2 separate regions of the Mus musculus genome follow, and region 2 is linked to region 1. Evidence: chromatin contacts called from public promoter capture Hi-C data. All regions are on one chromosome and are shown on one strand. The core of a region is the stretch at or near the end of the contact, and the rest is flanking DNA. Distances in the headings are between cores, read along the strand shown.

Evidence for each region. Promoter capture Hi-C pulls out the DNA fragments that hold promoters and counts their contacts.
Region 2: a contact with region 1 is called in a promoter capture Hi-C map of embryonic stem cells, with 3 times the contacts expected there. The contact joins the promoter of Lamp5 here to the enhancer-like site in region 1. A contact is called at or near these places in 11 of 39 promoter capture datasets (the 3T3-L1 cell line, the HPC-7 cell line, embryonic stem cells and 6 more) and 2 of 9 other capture datasets (adipose tissue and macrophages).

What each region holds. Positions count from the first base shown.
Region 1 is chr2:135,436,270-135,443,256 of GRCm38.p6, forward strand. The region is part of intron 31 of Plcb1 (phospholipase C, beta 1); the gene reads left to right. Among named protein-coding and RNA genes, the nearest start is that of Gm31993, 100 kb to the right of the region's middle. Within about 2 kb of position 3,657, at least 73 of the 459 cell types and tissues checked have an H3K27ac peak or open chromatin away from gene starts, as enhancers often do. A contact at or near this core is called in adipose tissue and embryonic stem cells, where this site is marked.
Region 2 is chr2:136,054,422-136,061,408 of GRCm38.p6, forward strand. Lamp5 (lysosomal-associated membrane protein family, member 5) reads left to right here and starts at 3,327. Exons shown (of 6, transcript NM_029530.3): 1 at 3,327-3,955; 2 at 4,525-4,697; 3 at 5,074-5,205; 4 at 5,329-5,434; 5 at 6,417-6,605. The coding sequence starts at 3,892.

The DNA.
Region 1 (6,987 bases), core at 2,407-4,906:
TCCATGTTGAAATGTAACCCACAATGAAACAGTGCCAACTCTTTAGGAGCAGATGAGTGCCCTTGTAAGGGCTTGAGGCAGCCTGTCCTTGTTTTCGTTTCTCCATGGATGGCAATGGAAAGAGGTACCACCCTGGAGGTAGGGAGAAGCCCTTGCCAGACACTGACTCTGTTGGCATCCTTGACCTAGAACCTCCCATTCTCTGGAGCTATAGGAATGAATTTGTGGGTTATCAATCGCCCATTGTAAGGTATTGTTGAGGCACAGCATATTCCAGGAACCTGACACTGACAAGACTATTCCAGCCAGTCTGCAAGTCATAAGTTCCAAACTGGTGAACTGTTTGGAATGAGCCCTAAACACAAGCTGTGTAATGCACATATCAGCATGACACTGCGCCTTACTTTTCCTTTCTTTTGATAAACAAGATTTCTTTACCAAAATAAAAGGTCCCTTGCTTCTTTTATTTTGTTGGTGGTGGTGGTTTTGTTTTTGTTTTTTGGGTTTCTCTGTATAGCCCTGGCTGCCCTGGAACTCACTTTGTAGACCAGGCTGGCCTCGAACTCAGAAATCCGCCTGCCTCTGCCTCCCGAGTGCTGGGATTAAAGGCGTGTGCCACCTTGCCTGACTCCTTGCTTCTTTTGAAGTACAAGAAGACCACACTTAGTCTATGTTCCTACCACTTCCCTGTAAAGGGGCTCATATCCACCATTTGTCCACAGTTACCCTGTTCCCATGGTCTCTGGCTGTGAACTCCATTACCATTTGACTCGAATTTCTCACCTGGTTTCTTTCGGCATGTTTAATCACTGTTACTATCCTGCATTTTAAAGATCCTTAGGGTTATGATTTATGCATTTGCTTATATAAACCTTTCTTCAGTGGGCCACACTAAGACACAAGTAGTCATTTCTTCAGGATCTATAATAGGCTGCAAAACAACCCAGAGTGATCATCCCAACTTGGGTCCCTAAGAGCCTTATTCTGGATGGCAGTGGGATGCTCTTTGCCTAGCAAGTCAATATGACTCCAGTCCACAGTGCCTTAGATTTTAAGTTGATGGGAATTCCAGGGCTATGTAGGTTCACACCCTGATAGTTTGCCTTCATCACCAGAGTTAATGCTACCCACCAGATGTTACAGCCCTGGGCATCCATCCTCGTTCACCATCCTTTATGCTTTCTGCTTCTTTGCTGCTTCTTACTCATTCTGTCATCTCATTCATATTGAGGTTATGAAGTGTCACTACTAAATTCTGGCTAATGTCATTAGTGAAAATCTTCTGATTAGGTCTCCCAAAAGCAGCAAGATCAATCATTTCTGAGCCCTTAATTATAGACCTTGAAAGAAATCTCCCTGTTGAGCCAAGTATAGTGGTTATCTCCTATAATCCTAACTCTTGGAAGACAGGAAAACCAGGAATTCATGTTTAGCCTCAGCTATATAGAGATTTGAAGCCAGCTTGAACTGCTTGAGACATTATCTCAAAAATAGGAGTAATAAATTAATTAATTAAAAAAGAAATTCTCATTATTACAAAGAGCTCCTCTTTATCAATAATAAAGCAATCCTCCAAGACAGTGCTAAGGAAAGCCAGTTAACTGTATGCAGTGTGAGTCTAACACTGGCCATGCTCAGTGACATTATCTCTCTGGGTCTGACTTGAGGACCCCATCCCAGGAAGTAGTACAGAACTGGCCATATGCTGGTGTTCTCCGGCTAAGTTTGCAGTCCTGGGAAATATGTTCTTACCACTTCCTTGTCATCAGTAGAGGGTTAGTCACATAAGAAATGTGTGAGCAGGCACCCCAGTGTGCCCCTTCTAGGATAGATGAGTTGGGTGAGAGAAGTAGCACTTTCACATCCAAAGGCATGAAAGTTCCAGTAATCATCAGACATCTGCAAGCACCGTGTGAGCTCTGATTTCATTTCTCTCTACACACTGTTCCTGTTCTACTATAATAACAGTCATTCCTGCCTCCCCAGGGCTACCTACTGTAATGGTATCAGAAACACAGTAAACAGAAAATCGCATCCATCCAGCCCTGGGGAGCCCAGGAATGATAGAAGTGAGCTTTTATCACTTCCATCGTCTGGTGGTCAGAAGTTTCACTGTGTCAGTCTACAAGATAATAGTTCCTAGAACCGATGGGATGCTGAGAGCCAGGGAGGTCACCTACATTTTGAATGTAAATACTCCAGTAATAAGTCCCTCTAAGGATAATAGGAAAAACATGTATTTGAAAACTTCTCAAGAACTCATACTATACCACACCACACACACACCACACCATATACACCACACATATACCAAACACATACACCAAACACACATACCACACATATACACACACAAAACAAACATAACAAACACACATACCACATACACACACACACACACACACACACACACACACATACACACATACACACACACACACACATTTCATTCAGGCAATGATGGGGATCCAACAGTCCATTCAACACTAATTTGTTACAGTTAGAATAAGTGGGTCTACATGTCATAACCTGGGTTAAACACTATTTAGTGAGTGGTTTCCCCCTGCCCGATATGACCAAGAGCCATAATTGAGTAGAAGTATAGAATGTACAGCCTCGCCAGGGCAACAAAGTAAGCCAAACAATGCAGGGTGGCTATGTCTGTAGTAATGGTAGTGGAGTTGTTGATACTCTCTAGCAGAGAAAGCTGTAGAGGTCTCCCATAAGACCCTTGCCTGCAACTCTACCTGTTAACTCCTGCTGTCACCAGCTGTGTGGTCTTAGGTGAGAGCTAAAGTACACAGTAGATGAACTGTTTTGAAAGGACTAGTCCATAGTGCACTTCCTTGACACCCGTGCTGGTGCGGGGTTTTCAGTGATGTGCAGCAGGTGAGCTGTGCACATTCTTGTAAAAAAAAAAAAAAAAAAAAAAAAAAAAAAAAAAAAAAGGCCTTTGCGCACAGTCCTAAAGAGTAACCTCCATGAACTCATTGGCTCACCAAGCAGGACTTTGGTAGAATCATTCCTCTAGTGTGTCAATGTCCTGTGTGAGGTGAGTAGACACTTGATAACATCTCCCCCAGGAAGTAGCTCAGGACTCTAAGGCTAGAGATGCTGAACCAGGAAAGATCTCTCAAATCCAGAGTTTAAGATCAGCCTGGCCAACATAGTGAGACCTCGTTTCCAATAAGACGGGATAGGAAGGACCCAAAGAGCAACTCCAACTTGAGAAACTATGAAAACATATGCCTATTAAGGATTTTCAAAAACAGTGTAGGGAAGAGGAAAGATAAAGCCTGTTTCTCTGACTGAATCTAAACATGTATTGGCCAGGAGTACAAAGCATGAGAAATAGTTCAATACATTATTTCCCCACTAGAGGGCAAAAATGACTCCACTATGCCAGGCTTTTCAGGATCCACAGTCAAAATGATTAATCATGGGGAGGCCAAAACAAGAAGCCTGAGAGAAAAAGAAAACAAGAACGAACGAACGGATGAGCATGCAAATGCAAAATCAACACGTTTGAACTTGAACTTTCCAGGACAGGGTGAGTTGTGGAAAAGGTCCTCTTCCAAACACTCTTCCCATTCTCCCTTTCACTTCCCAGGTTTTCTAATCCTCATTCTGCAATCCTCACTGGCACTCACTGGTGCGGGACCAGATCAGATAGATCTAGTGGGTGGGACTTTTCTCAGCACAGCAGGAGTCTTGGTGATTAGAAAGGCAAAGACTCTTATAAAATGGTCACAGCTCCAGTGGCCCTGTGCCAGCTGCAGGGGCTCCCTGACTTTTTCCCCTCGAGGAATCTTCCAGTAAAGCTGCAGCATTTACTGAAATAAAAGTACTGGTGGGTGAGGTGGCTCTTGGTAACATCTCTTTTCTCTCCCTGCTCTACCATGGCTCAGCCCCTTCCAGCCTCCCCAAGACTTAACCAAGATTACAGAAAGATTCCAGACCAGAAATGTGTTGTGTTTGGGAGAGGGAGGAGAAGAGGGAAATTCATGATGAAGCCTCGTTGCCTTTAAACTATTTATAATAAATTTCCACTAGAAAAGAGCCTTTGGCAGACAATCATTTTCTTCTGCTGCAGCATGACCAAATACAGTAAGTATTCAAAATGAAAAACTGAAAGGCAAGAAGAGGAGCCTACAGCTGGGGCAGGCTGTTTTCAGATCTCACACTAGTAGATGAGAGGAAACCAGGAGGGGAGCCCCACCTCAGCCCCAGTATCTCCCATTTTGCTGCTCTGAAGGGCTAGGAAGCCTTCTCCATTAGACAAGCCTCCTTCGTGCTTCACCTTAATTTTCCTCGCATAATTTTAAATACAGATCATGTCTACAGCGCAGCAATTAATGGATAGCCTAAAGACTTATTATTTCCAACTAATTGATATGTAGGAAAAGTTTAAATAACATAACAGGGATAGGGAAAATTTGAAATGATGTGTGCTCAGTGCATTTAGAGTTTGTTGGAGGTAGCGAAAAACACCTGAAGGAAAAGGGATGTGACCTAATGGAGAATTGATACAGGAATCTCCCTTTAATGTTTGTGAGCATATGGATGGAGAAGTGGCTCAAATATCACAAAATGGAGTTAAGATGTTGACAGGTTCTCTCCCACTCACCCCCGACCCCTGTTCTAAGATGCCTTACCAGAGAAATGGGGTTGAGACTGTATTTTGAACAATGTTGTTGGTAAGGAGGTAGAAATAAGAAAAAGAGGCCAGCATTTCCATCCTAATTTTTTGTTCTCCCTTGACACCAGCTGGAGGTGGAAGTCTCCAAGGTCAAGTTGACTTAGCTGCCATAGACCCTACCCCAAACGACCACCACCTCCATGTCCAAGGTCCCAGCAAAATAATGCAATGCATCACATTCCTGGCAAGTGTAGAATCTGCCACATGGACTAGTGACTTTTCAAAATTCACTAGTTCTATTTTTCTGCTTCTTTGGTTTTGTTTTGGTGGCAGTCTCCTGCCCACATGTAGCTCAGACTGACTTCAACTTCTCAATGGAATTGAGAGTGACCTTCCTTCCTCCTCTCTCATTCTCCACCCTTACCTCCTGAGGTCAGGTGATAGGCCTGCCCCACCACACCCAGTTCTAACTCTGAACTGCATGTAGTAGGTAGCCCTATGCTACATTTTAAGAATTGGAAAACATTCTTTGTTTACAACTTTCCCTTCTTGATGTCTCATGAAAGATCCTATTAGTATATTTCTAATATATTATTTTCCTGTAAAAATTTACAACACAAATCTCTCCTCTCTCCTCCCCTCCCCTCCCCTCCCCTCCCCTCCCTTCTCCTCTCCTCTCCTCTCCTCTCCTCCCCTCCCCTCCCCTCCCCTCCCTTCCCTTCTCCTCTCCACTCCTCTCCTCTCCTCCTCTCCTCTCCTCTCCTCTCCTCTCCTCTCCTCTCCTCTCCTCTCCTCTCCTCTCCTCTCCTCTCCTCTCCTCTCCTCTCCCTTTCTTCTCCTTTCTGTCTTTTTCCACTTTCAACCTTCCAAGGTTACCAGGAATTTGAATCTTGTTTGTACAATTTTTATACTTTTTAAGTTCACATAGGTTTTCTATATCACATGTACATGTCTTTCTATAACATTATATAGTTTGGGATATTGAGTTTTAAGGTGTGTGTGTGTGTGTGTGTGTGTGTGTGTATGTATGTGTGTGTGTGTGTGTGTGTGTGTTGCTTCAGTTGAATCAAATGGCATCCTATAACATTAGAAGTACTGTACTAAAGTATGATAGTGTATAGTAAAGTATACTGATAGATATTATATATAACCTTTACACAATTTTCACTTTGAAATGTGCACATATACTCTTCAAAGCCATTCTAGAGCTTTTGGAGTTGCAGTAGTTACAATAGCCCCAAACTAGGACTAGCACAATGGCTATCACCTGTTCCAGGCTGAGATAAAATGTGACTGGTTCATACAACTGAATATAGTCTACCAATAAGAATGTATAAGCCACAGTGGCACACAACAAAATGTGGCCAAATTACAATATTACACTGTTGATATGATGTTTCCTTTCTTGGTATGTGGGTGCTGATTAAATGGACATGTTGACTTGTCAGACAACACTCGTGATCTGTGGAGATGCTGCATCTGTTAGTTGTTGTAGCTAAATAACAAATAGCATTTCAAACAATGGCATAAAGTCAGAAATGTACAGTTTTTCATGAGTTGGTGATATAGAAAAATCTGGTCTTAGGGCTTCTTGTTGGTGTATATAGCCTAGCCCCTCCTTCCTATTATAGCAGGCTGTACAAGGCTCCAAAATGGCCTTCTTTGCAACAGCTTGGTTTTGTTTTCTTTTGTTTTGTTTTATTTGTTTTTTTTTTTTTTTTTTTTCATTTTTTTTTATTAGGTATTTAGCTCATTTACATTTCCAATGCTATACCAAAAGTCCCCCTTACCCACCCACCCCCACTCCCCTACCCACCCACTCCCCCCCTTTGGCCCTGGCGTTCCCCTGTACCGGGGCACACAAAGTCTGCGTGTCCAATGGGCCTCTCTTTCCAGTGATGGCCGACTAGGCCATCTTTTGATACATATGCAGCTAGAGTCAAGAGCTCAGGGGTACTGGTTAGTTCATAATGTTGTTCCACCTATAGGGTTGAAGTTCCCTTTAGCTCCTTGGGTACTTTCTCTAGCTCCTCCATTGGGAGCCCTGTGATCCATCCATTAGCTGACTGTGAGCATCCACTTCTGTGTTTGCTAGGCCCCGGCATAGTCTCACAAGAGACAGCTACATCTGGGTCCTTTCAGTAAAATCTTGCTAGTGTATGCAATGGTGTCAGCATATGGAAGCTGATTATGGGGTGGATCCCTGGATATGGCAGTCTCTACATGGTCCATCCTTTCATCTCAGCTCCATACTTTGTTTCTGTAACTCCTTCCATGGGTGTTTTGTTCCCACTTCTAAGGAGGGGCATAGTGTCCACACTTCAGTCTTCATTTTTCTTGAGTTTCAT
Region 2 (6,987 bases), core at 2,077-4,576, 620 kb after region 1:
GTGCACTTGGCTGGCCTGGGACTTGTGTTGTACAGCAGTATCATTTTTATACTTCCCTGTAAGGTGGATAGAAACCTCAATACACAAATTTCAGCTGGAACAAAGCCCAACCTTTTCTTTGTTAAGCATGTGGGCATGATTTCCTAATAAGCAATGTTTCCTGATTTTCATAATTTTGTCTCTGTTCTACAAAAGTCAGTTATAGAGAGGCATCAAAGTGAAAAGTTTAAATTTATTTGGAACAAGTTTTGTAGATGTCATTGTTTTGCATATGAGTGAGCACAATTTCTCAGAGAAACAATACAGAAGGCATACAGTACACAAAGCACCATATTTTCACATGTAATCCTACTTTCTCCCACCCAAGCTGGAAGTTCTAAATAAGGCATTTCCACCCCTTGTATGATAATGCCATCATCAAATAGTATGATTAGTCACAAAAACTAATGCAATGGGAGAGTACATGGATGGAGTGAGACCATCGAAGGACCCTTAGGATCTACTGGAAATCATAAGGCTACTGTGTGAGTCAGACCTGGCATTCAGTGTTGACCATCAGTAGCTATTGTCAAACCATCCTCCTCTTCCTCATCTACACAAGTATACACATTTACAGCATTTATCCTGCCTTTCCCACACTCCAGGTTTGAGCAATGGATTAAATTCTTTCTGGAAACCTTGGTTATTATCTTTATTTATGTGTATAGGTGTTTTGTCTGCATGAAGGTATGCTCACCATGTATGTACCATGAAGGCTAGAAAATGGCACCCTGTTCCTTGGGACAGGAGGAGTCATAGATGTTTGTGCTGGTAATTGAACTGGGTCCTCTAGAAGGGCAGCCAACACTCTTAACCACTGAGCCATCTTTCCAGCCACATTTGTCTATATCTCCGAGTATGGTTTATTGCTAAATTCTCTGTCATCACTTTTTTGTTTACTGTAAAGACCTAACTATATCTTCTTCACGATGATTAGACAGTTGTTAAATTAAATATAGATGCAAGTTGCAGATTTAATAATCTAGTTATTATTCCAAGGAGTCATTGGTGATAAGTTGAATGACTTAAGAGATATACATGTAAACTCTATTTAAGAGTAAGTGTGCATGTGCGCATGCATGCATACACACACACAGACACACACACACACACACACACAGAGAGAGAGAGAGAGAGAGAGAGAGAGAGAGAGAGAGAGAGTATTGATTGTTCTGCTCCTCCCATTTTTCCCTTTCAACTTGCTCAAATACTCTTTGGTGTCAACAAAGAATCATTTCTATCAGGAATGGAAAGGAATGGAAAGAAATAACTGTCAAAGAACTGCCATTATACAAATCATGGTGAACAGTTAAAATCATTGGTCAAGACTACTTCCCATCTACTGTTCTTATGAAAACCGACCATCATGAATGAATTTAGTTGATCTTTCATCATCTCATAAGGTTATGATATCTGCAATAATGCACCATGAAGGGAAGCACTATAGTCTTTGACAGGCAATTCTTCTGCTTCTATAATGCTATTGTTTATTTCACTATATTCAATACAAGTGGTTGGTACTCAGTTAAAGTTTATGGATGGCTTCATTCTGTATTTGATTTTGAATATTTTTAAATTCAGTGACTTAACTGACCTAACCACACATCCTTTAAATCAGTGGTTCTCAACCTGTGGGTCAGGACCCCTTTTAGGGTCAGATAATCCTTTCACAGGGATCACCTGACACAAACAGAAAACCCAGCTATTTATATTATGATTCATACCCGTGGCAAAATTACAGCCATGAAGAAACAACAAAAATAATTGTATAGTTGGGGGTCACCACAACGTGAGTAACTGTATTAAAGGGTCACAGTATTTAAAAAGGTTGAGAAACACTGCCTTAAATATTACAGCAATATTTTTAAATAAGAGAAATTACATCCTGCAGAAGGTTGTAATCCTACATCACACAGAGAGAGAGAGACACAGGTAGAAAGACACAAAGAGAGACAGACAGACAGACAGACAGACAGACAGACAGGAAGACAAATAAAAACAAGGATGAATGTGTTCTTGCTTTATAAGTCTTACAGTATCTCAGAAAAAATAAGTGTTTCATAATTGTTAACAGATGATATATGTTTTATATATGTAATAAGAATTGAAATTATATGAATAACAATTTGCCTCCATTTTGTATATATAATCACTTTCACAAGATTGTTGCCATTTTTGATGAAATTCCAAAATGCAGATATATATCAAAAGATATAGTGCTTCAGTATTAATTAATATAGTGCTACAAGTATTAATTGTAATACTTTACAATTTGAGTTGCTATTGATCTAATTTTTGATAGAAGGATTTTTTTGAAAAATTAAATACACAGAATTATATTGGCAATTTGAAGCAAATACTATGTTAGAGCATATCAGTTCTTAAATTGGCACTTTATAGATGTAAAAGTGTGAATTATTAATATTTTTAGGTTTCAGTTCATTTATCATTTAATAAAAAATTGTAGTGGCGGTCATAATATGCTAAGTTTTAGAATGAAAGTGTTATATAAAGAGAAATGATTACGATCCTTGTAAATGTAAAACACGTGATTTTTTTTCTATTTTAATTCAAACTGGCCATATGACTTTGGGAAGGTCATTGAATTTCTCAATGTCTCACTTTGGGGGAGGTATAACAATAACAATAACCTCTATTTTCATTTGCTCAGCTTCTAAAGTCATGGAGAGATTCAAACTGACAACATAGGTAAAATGCTTTGCAGTTTGTCCTTTAACACGACATTGGCTATGTCATTATGTTTAAGGCGATTATTATTTATTGACCTAGTGCAATATTCTCTAATAAAAGAAATATTTGGACATCATTACAATTAATTAGAGCACCATGACTATTCCCCCAAAAAAGGTTCATTCTGATTTATTAGAGCAAGAATTAAAAAGAAAAAAATCAGCGAACTACCAAAATGCAAATACAGGAATTATCTAGCGATGTTTGTCTTTCTGCTCCCCAGAAGCTTTAGCGTAATACCAGCCTGTTTTCATTACATAACTATAGGTCTTTACTTACACCATAGTTCTAAAATTTCTGTCCTATGAGACCCCAGATAACCCTGTCTGCTCCCAAGATTTAGGTTTATTTGCAACCCTCTTAACAGAGTGATCACAGCTTACTGCATGGGGCTAGCTCAGGCCACATGCCCTCAGAGATAGATCTCACTGGTCACTGGGTCCCAAAGGATATGCGGCATGGCCTGGACCCCCCCACCCCCTTTGAGGAGATATCATTTTAACCTTATACTCAGCAGCTCTTGAGTGGGTACAGATGTCTCTGAAAGCCGGAAACTGTTGCCATAGCATTTTCCTTCTCTGTTCCTGCCTACCTTCCTTCTCCAAAGAATGAACAATCTGAAACAAATCTATTGGTTTGTTTCAAGAGCAGAATTCGGAGCTCCGGTGGTGTTATATCTACAGTACATACTGGCTGTACCTGGTGGGAGGGTTTAGCAAGTCCGAGGGTGGCATTAAGTTTCCTAGGACAGAGTCATCTTTGCAGATACCATTGCAGAGCAGTATACAGACCCAGGGAGAAATTTCCTCCCCCACACCACCCCAATCCCATTGGCCTTCTAGACAAGCCAAATTACAAGTCCTGAAACACAACCTCGTTATTTCCAGAACTCTCAGCGTGGACAGCTCCTGCATCCTGGGTGCTTCCTCTGCAGTGTGCGGCGGGAGAGCCATAGCACCCAGTGCAGCACGCGACTATCCCGCGCGCTCCCTCCTCCCAGTCCGCCCCCTCCCTTAGCTCACTCTACCGGCCACTTTGAGGGATTTCCTCCCGGGGCGGCCTTTGCAGCAGAAACACATCTGCCTGGTTCGCGGCAACAGCATGGATCTCCGAGTAAGAACCCTTCTTGGTGGAGACAGACTTCGGATTCTCCTAATGTTCTTCCGTGAGTAGCGTCTGGGGACCAGGGGTACTGAATGCACTCTGCAGCAGAGAATCTAATACACCGAATAAAGCCCTCTGATTTCACTCTGTTGTACTAGGTCTTTATGCTTGTGGTTATTTGGGGCTGGTGAGTGTTATGACCCATCCATATCAGAGAACTCCCAGAGAGCCACACACCTGTATGGCATCTCCCAGACAGAGCGCTAGACACGCCGAACTCATGGCTGTGATGGTGGGGCATAGCACTGCCAAGAAAGATTTAGCTTTAACCGCGCTCCCTAAACCCCCAGGGTGTCTGTGTGTATGTGTGTATGTGTGTAAGTGTGTGTGTTAAAGCCTAGTCGTATTGCAAATAAGAATTTAATTTTATTTTAGCTTCTGTTTTCATTATAAATTATCAGCAGTAAATATGAGTTTGGTGGCGGTAGACTAGAGAAATGGCTTGCGGAGCACACTGCTTCGAGCAGGGAACTTTGCCTCTCCAAAGCCTGCAGAGAACCAGCTCAGGTGTCCTAAAGCAGAGGGCTAGTTGAGCCCGAGAGCAATGAAATTGCTTTCCTTGTTCCGCAGATGTAATGGTCCAAACCGTGGCAGAACAAGAAGTGGAAAATCTTTCGGGCCTTTCCACGAACCCCGAGAAAGACATATTTGTGGTGCGGGAAAATGGGACGACGTGTCTCATGGCAGAGTTTGCAGCCAAATTTATTGTACCTTATGATGTGTGGGCCAGCAATTATGTGGATGTAAGGAATCTTTTTCCTCCCCAGCTTGCTCCTAGGGGCGGCAGGGCCGAAGGGCACCCTCCCTCCAGGCCCTGCCAAGACCTCAGTCGCCCGCCTCTTCCCCCCCAAACCCCCCGCAGGCTGTTCCCGAATGCTGCATGGGGGTTCCGGCTTGCAACGCCTTCTGCTCGCCCTGCCTGCTTTAAAAGTAAACCCCCCTCTCTGCTCCCCTCCTGGAGGGGTGTGCACGTAAGAGTCTACCCGCATGTTCCTGGACCCCGGAGCGCGCGGGCACAGGAGCGCCCAAACCTGCAAGCTAGAGTTTGGACGCGCATCCCTTCCCGGTCCGCGCCAGGGCCCGGCGCGCTGAGGGGGCGCGGGGCGTGTGTGTTCCCAGCTGATCACAGAACAGGCTGAGATCTCCTTGACCCGGGGAGCTGAGGTGAAGGGCCACTGTGGCCACAACGAGTCGGAGCTGGAGGTGTTCTGGGTAGATCACGCCTACACACTCAGAATGCTCTTTGTAAAGGTAATTCGATGCGGGGAGGTAGAGGGATGGTGAAGTCCCGCATGGGTGTGCGCACAGTGGCCTCAGGGGTTGCCCATCTTAAAGCAATTAGAGGGGTTCACAGGACCCTCCCCATCTTGGCAGGAAAGTCACAACACTTCCAAAGGACCAGAGGCGACTTGGAATCTGAACAAGGTGCATTTTGTCTATGATTCCTCGGAGAAGACTCACTTTAAAGCCCCTGTGAAGGGTGAGTAGTTCAGGGGGTCACAGGAGCAAGAGCAAACCAGAAACACTCATCCTGTCTCTGGATCTTGGAAGCAACTCTGGGATTTTTGTTCTGAGGATAGGCAAACCTGGGACTGCTTGCTCTCCAGGGTCAAAGAGGCAGGAGAACCTCTGTGTGTTCTCAGGAAAGCCTAGATCAAAGATCCTTCAGACTCAAGCTGAAATATGAATTTTCTCTAGAAGAGGCTCCAATGAGTTTCGCTATTATGTTTTTTTTTTTCTGCATCGCAGATTGATCTGCTCTCCTGTATTAAATAAAACAAGCAAATCCTCAGAAATGCAAGCGGACACTGTGACAGGCTTGGGTGGCCTGCAGCTTCACCCTGTGCACAGGGGTGTAGCTCTGGAGTTTTAATTGCAACCACCACAGGGCAGGTTTTGTATCTTAATTCATTAGCGTTTCCTGCCCATTCTCACTCAGGCCTTCTAAAACCATCCCAGAGAGAACACCCAAAATACCCACACCTGAAATAACAATGTTCCTTCCTATCTGTGAGCATTATTAAAGACCAGAGATATATTTAAATGTATTTTTTAAAACAAAAGCAAAATTCACTGTGTCACTTGCAGAGAGACCTTCCATCACTTAGTCCCTGCGATTGATTCTAAAAGAACAGCAAACTTGAGCCAGAAGAAGAGAAAACATGGGATGGGAACCATGGAGACCTAGGTCATTGGTGTGTTTTTGGAACCACTGATGGAGGCCTTAGTCAAAGGGTCCTGTTTTCAGGCAGCACAGTGCTTCCACAATGGAATTCCAAACTAATATCTAATGAGATAGGCTCAGGGACAGTGAAGAACTTGGTCCTATCTTTCTTGGAGCTCCAGTCCTGGGATTGCAGCACCAATAGGAGGCATAGGTTCTGAGCTAAGCAGAGAGCTCTGCCTAAGTTAGCAGCAATGAGTATGCATCCATCCTAACTGCTGCCTTGCTTCTCCCGCAGTTAATAAGTACATCGCCAGCTCTCATCACCTCTCTGCCTTGGTCACCCCAGCTGGGATGTCCTATGAGTGTCAGGCTCAGCAGACCATTTCTCTGGCCTCCAGTGACCCTCAGAAGACTGTCACCATGATCCTGTCCGCAGTGCACATCCAGCCCTTTGATATCATCTCTGACTTTGTCTTCAGTGAAGGTAGGTTAGGCTGGCGGTAGGAAAGGGAAAGGAGGATTTAAAGAGGGCTGAAAAGAGGGGCTTACTGGCCTCCCTCCCGGGATGGTGTTACCTTTGTTTCTTCTCAGCAGTTTTCACAAGATGTAGACGTTATAAGGTTTCTGAAATACCCATCCCTGTCCCAACCCTTTGCCTCTTTATTCTCTTACTCACTTGTATAGGAGAAATTATTTAAAGGCAATTTGATATTCTGATTCTCATAGGCAGATTCTAATTTCTTTATTTGTACTTTCCATGGGGTTGGGGATTACCGAGCGAATGCAATGAATTATTTAACTGTTCAGATTGGAGGATCATCTGACGGACCTACCATTTCCCAAGCTATCCTGCTTTACCTCCACAA